Linked DNA regions of Triticum aestivum: region 2 is linked to region 1. A link is a contact called in public HiCAR-type data. All regions are on one chromosome and are shown on one strand. Each heading gives the region's core, a stretch centred on a gene start, on an enhancer-like site or on the middle of the called end of the contact. The rest is flanking DNA. Distances are from core to core; before and after follow the strand shown. Region 1 holds the start of LOC123122597 (cytochrome b561, DM13 and DOMON domain-containing protein At5g54830). Region 2 holds the start of LOC123122601 (mavicyanin).

Evidence for each region. HiCAR-type assays count read pairs that join an accessible place to other places.
Region 2: a contact with region 1 is called in a HiCAR-type map of leaf, with 5 times the contacts expected there. The contact joins the promoter of LOC123122601 here to the promoter of LOC123122597 in region 1. A contact is called at or near these places in 2 of 5 Hi-C or Micro-C datasets (both in leaf) and 1 of 1 datasets of contacts at active chromatin or transcription factors (leaf).

The regions. Positions count from the first base shown.
Region 1 is chr5D:447,289,873-447,292,572 of IWGSC CS RefSeq v2.1, reverse strand. It overlaps LOC123122597 (cytochrome b561, DM13 and DOMON domain-containing protein At5g54830), which reads left to right and starts at 1,312. Exons shown (of 1, transcript XM_044542818.1): 1 at 1,312-2,700. The coding sequence starts at 1,585.
Region 2 is chr5D:447,465,030-447,467,729 of IWGSC CS RefSeq v2.1, reverse strand. LOC123122601 (mavicyanin) reads right to left here and starts at 1,358. Exons shown (of 2, transcript XM_044542824.1): 1 at 1,101-1,358; 2 at 282-956. The coding sequence starts at 1,272. The coding sequence ends at 601. It overlaps LOC123122600 (probable protein phosphatase 2C 70), which reads left to right. Exons shown (of 11, transcript XM_044542823.1): 11 at 75-414. The coding sequence ends at 81.

The sequences.
Region 1 (2,700 bases), core at 63-2,562:
CACTGATCCACCGACCATGAGCATCCTATGATGGTCAAACAAAAAAACTAGCAAAGAAAACCAACTACAAATCAATATATTCCTTTTTGGCGCACGTCATCACCCTCGATGTCTTTGTCGTCCATCCTTTCACCTCTTCTCCGCGTCGCCGCCCTCCTCCTCTCCCTCGTCATTGTTGTGTATGGCACTATTCTCACCGGTGACGCCGAAACCCTAGAGGTAGGAGCCGAGACCCAATCGACATGCATGTCAGCGTGTCACCGACCTCGTTGCATCGACCATCCACCTTGCCTCGCCATTCCCTGACCCTTTCCCCTCCCCCTTTCTCGTCTTTCTTCCTTTTTATCTTTCTTCTCTCCGCCCTTCATCTGTCGTTCATCTCCTCGTGCTGAATGGTCCGCCGTGATTGCGTTCTAAGAACCGGGTCAAAAAATGTTACGAAATCTAGAATTTTTCTATGGATCGAATGCCACGACTTCAGTTGGCCCCTTGGATGCCCGTGAAAAAAAACCGATATTTTTCATCTACAAGATTCACTACTAGTGGTTTGAGAAAAAAAAGCTGATGCCGGTATAATTGCTTTTATATTGTTAGTTATTAGTAGCTAAAACAAACAATCGACCCCTGATCCACCGACCACGAGCATTCTTTGACGGTCAAACAAAAAAACCAACAAAGAAAACCAATAAAACCAACTACAAATCATTATATTCCTTTTGGGCGCATGTCATCCCCATTTTCGGCGTCTTTGTCGTCCATCATTTCACCACACTTTCTTTTCTGTGTCGCCGCCCTCATCCTCCCCCTCCTCGTCATTGTTGTGTATGGTGCTACTCTCGCGAGTGACCAACGATGACGCCGAAGCCCTCCATTCCCCTCCCCCTTTCTCGTCTTTCCTCTTTTTTTTCTTCCTTCTCCTCTCCGCCCTTCATCCGCCGTCCATCTCCTTGTGTTGAACGGTCCGCCGTGCATTGCATTCTAAGAACCGAGTCAAAAAATGCTAGGAAATCTAGAATTCTTCTATTGATCGAATGCCACGACTTCAGTTCGCCCCTTGGATCCGTCGGTGCAAAAAACCCGGATATTTTCCATCTAAGATTCACTACTAGTAGTATAGTTATAGAAAAATCACTACTAGTGGTTCAAGAAAATGCCACGTTTTCATTTCGGCTCGACAAAATGACACATCTTTTTCTCTCTCTCTTTTTTTTTCTCGATTCTTTGGAAAAAATAACACGTCCTCGCCTCTCTAACACGTGGGGCCTGGAGGACCACCTGCCAGTGACTGACAGTTGTAGGCGCTGCCGGTGGTGCTTCCCTACCAGCACCGCACCGGCCCAGTCGCCTCGCCACCACCGCCACACCAAACTGCGGCGGTCGCATCCCCACCCCACCTCCGAATATCCACCGCCCCCGGCCGCCTCGCCTCCCACGCACGCCACCGTCCCGCCGCCCGCCCTCCTCCCCCGAACCCAGCCCCAACCCCACTCCAACCTCCCCCCAGATCCCAACCCCCCGCCGCCCCGCCGGGCCAGATCTCGATCCAAGGATCCGCCGCGGCGTGGCGGGCCGCCGGGTGATCCCATGGCCCCCGCCTTGGCCCCCCTCCTCGCCTGCCTCGCGATCCTGGCGGCCGTGGCGGACGCGGCGTGCCGGCACACCAACCTGACGGCGGGCTTCGCGGCAGACCTCACCATGCTGCAGCACCAGCTGCGGGGCACGGTGCGCCTCGACCCCTCCGGCGCCTGCGCGCTCCAGCTCACGCGCTTCGACCTCCTCGCCGCCTCCCCGTCCGCGCGCTTCTGGGCCGCCGACGGCCCTTCCCTCGACGACCTCGCCAAAGGCCGCCCCTTTTCGCCGCTCCCGCTCAACGCCACCTTCCGCAACGAGACGCTCCGCCTCCCCTTCTCCGCCCCGCTGCCGCCGCTCCTCGCCATCTTCGACCCCGACACCTCCTCCGACCTCGGCCACGTCTTCCTCTCCGCCGCCTCCAACTCCTCCAACGCCACCGCCGCTCTCGCCTCCCGGATCGCCACGCCCACCATGTTCGACAACTGCGTCCAGCTCTCTGAGGGCTACCGCCTTCGCTGGACGCTCAACGCATCCGCCGGCGAGGTCGACATCGGCCTCGAGGCCGCGGTCGGCTCCGAGTACTACATGGCCTTCGGGTGGGCTGACCCCAAGGCCAACTCCCCCGCCATGGTCCGCTCCGACGTCGTCGTCGCTGGCTTCACCGAGGAAGGTATGCCGTTCGCTGAGGACTACTACATTACCGACTACAGTGAGTGCACCATGGGGAAGGATGACCTGCCTGTGTCCGGAGTGTGCCCGGACAGTGCTTACGATGACGGGAGGAACGATTCCAGGCTGGTTTATGGGCACCGGCGGGATGGTGTGTCTTTCGTCAGGTACAAGAGGAAACTCGACAGTGAGGATGACAAATATGATGTGCTTGTTGGTGCCACGGAGGAGATGGCTGTGGTCTGGGCCATCGGAAAGCTGCGTCCGCCGGACACTTTGCGGCCGCACTACCTTCCGCAGAATCATGGGGGTCCGAGGGATGAAACCTTTGGGTTGATGAGGCTCAATTTGTCCGAGGCAGTGGACAGTTGCCTTGGACCGTTGGATGCCGACAATAAGCAAGACCAGGACAGGATCATTGCCGACGGGAAGACGCCACTGGTTGTGACATCCGCTCCA
Region 2 (2,700 bases), core at 109-2,608, 180 kb before region 1:
AGATTCCTCTGCTGAAGCAACACATATTACAGATTTTGAAATCCCACATTGTAAAACCTGAGCTACTCTTTCAGAATCTGAGCCCCTCCCCTGTCCCCTTTGTGAACAGCGAGCCTGATGCCCCAAAGACCCCGTCGTCGTCGAAGTAGCGCTCCGAGGCAAAGCGATGGTCAGAAGGTCGTGACCCGGTCGAAACAGCAGCGCTCCAAGGCCAAGCCACATGGTTCAGAAAGGGTCTAATCGGTGATAGACAAAATCAGATAGCAGTAAGTGAAGTGGTGTATATAACAGAGGGATTCTATTCAACAATTCCCATAGGGTTTGTTCTTGTAGCCTTTTGTCCAATATACATAGCTGTCGATCTTGGTTGGTGGATATGGGTTGTGGATAAATTGCAGAGCTTTTTTTTTCCCAGCGTTTTGGATCTATCTTGATGAATTGCAACTGCCGTGGTCATCCATGAGTACATTCTACTGATACTCGAAATGCAGATGCGGTTACATTACATCAGGAAAGCTAGCTAGTTAAATGCGCCCCAACTAGTTATACTAGATTAGAGACCACGTCTCGGTCAATTGCTGCAGATGATACTCCTAGGAACTAAAGGGCAATGATGGCAGCAGCTCCCAGCGCGGTGGCCGCCGCTGCCGCTGCCGGCCACGCCCCTGCGGCGAAGGAGGAGGAGGAGGAGGAGGAGGAGGGGGGATTGTCGGCGCCGGGGGCGGGCGGGGGGTAGATCTCTGGGCCGAGATCGAAGATGCGGACGGTGATGGCGACCTTCATGCCGGCCTGGCAGAAGCCGTTGCCGCAGATGAAGAAGTAGGTGCCGGGGTGCGGGAGCGGGATGAAGTCCTTGCCGGAGGTCCAGTTGCCGGTGACCCCGTCCATGGTGCAGTTGTCGTAGCCGGTCTCGTTCACCGCGAACACGTTGTGCGTCCCCTTCTGGTACCGGAACGCTGCAAATCAGGAATGAGTGAGGCGGCAGGGAAGTAGTAGTAGATCTGGTGGAGCTGGAGCTAGGGGAGGGGAGAGGGGAGGGGAGGCCGAGGTGAAGAAAAGAGAGAGAGAGAGAGAGGGTGAGGGTTTTTCTTTGGGCATACAGATGAGGTCGCCGACGTAGAAGGTCTGGTTGGCGGACCAGCTGGAGTAGTTGATGTTGGGGTTCCACCCGCGGTTGGCCCCCACGATGTGGTCCGTCGCGCCGGAGAGCCCCACCGCGCACCCCGCCACCACCACCCCGGCCACGGCGAGCAACAGCGCCCTGGACGCCATTGCTCAGCTCTCACCTCTAGAGAGAGTGAGCAGAGGAGGAGAGTGGCGAGCAGAGTGAGCAGTGAATGGGGAAAGCAAGCAGAGCACGGGGGCATCAGTGGCATATAAGTAAATTGCTCGTGCCAGGGCGCACTCATTGGTGGTCTCGTGCACATGACATCCTGGCCCACTCCTGGCCGGCGCAGCAGGAAGCGAGCGAGTTTTTCTCCTGCAGATTCGTCCGAGATTTTGAGTTTGAAACTTTTTTGAATCCCTACGCGCCAACCGAGGCAAGTCGCCCGCAAAAGTTTGCCGGTGGGGCAGTTCAAACATAAAAAAAGTTTGCCTCTTGCGCTCCGTGGTCGCCTTCTGTGCTAAGCAACGCATACACATGCCACAAATGCCGGAGCAATTCCATGGCGATGCCGAAAGCGCACTCTAGGAGGGAGAGTTACAATGATAGTAATGAAATTACAGGAAAGGCAGCAGTAGACTGATAGAGGCGTGAAGCTCTAGAGAGCACAAGAATATATTCTCATAATGGTGCTGGCTGAAAGCTTTTACAACCTTACAAGCAATTTCAGGATTGGATTGCCACGTTACTTTCCTCTTCCTCTTTGCGATTCCTCCTCAACGGGTTGCCCGTGCCTTCTATCAAACATGGCCGAGGGCTTTGATAAGGGGACCCCCATTCTCCGCCTTGCGATTGACCCTCTCCCTCAAATCCTCGACCTTGCAACTAGTAAAGGCATTAGACATAAGATTCGAGGACGTGGCGCCATGGTGTGTACATTCCTCTATGCGGACGACACGACCATTTTTATGGCTCCAATTAAGAGGGGCATGGAAAACCTCTCGGCCATCTTAAGGGTTTGGCGATGTGACAGGCCTTTGCACCAACTTCCGTAAAAGTTCGGTGGTGCTCATTTGATGCAATCATCTTGATTCGGGGCATATCCTCCACAGCGCTCCGACAACTAGAGCTTATTTCCCTATGGAATACTTGGGCCTCCAAGTCTTGGTTTGGCAACTTAGGAAGGTTGACTTCCAATATCTTGAAGACAAAGCAGCCAAAAAATTGCTAGCTTGGGAGGGCAAAACATCACCATCATTCGGCGCATGACCCTCGTCAAATCGGTTATCACCTCCAAAGCGGTGTACTCATCATGCCCCTTATTGTGCCGCAGGGCTCTCTTCATAACCTCAACAAGATGAGAGGGCTTTCCTTTGGTCTAGCTCAGACAAGACGACGAGGGCCAAGTGCAAGGTCAATAAAGAGGTGGTTTTTCGTCCTTCGAAATACCGAGGCCTTGGGGTCCTGAAACCGACAAATTTGCACGTGGTTGCCGCTGAGATGGCCTTGGTATGAATGGAATGAGCCAAACAAGCTTTGGGTTGGGTTGGGTAACCCATGCAACGAGGAAGGCCTTGATTTCTTTTATGCCTCCA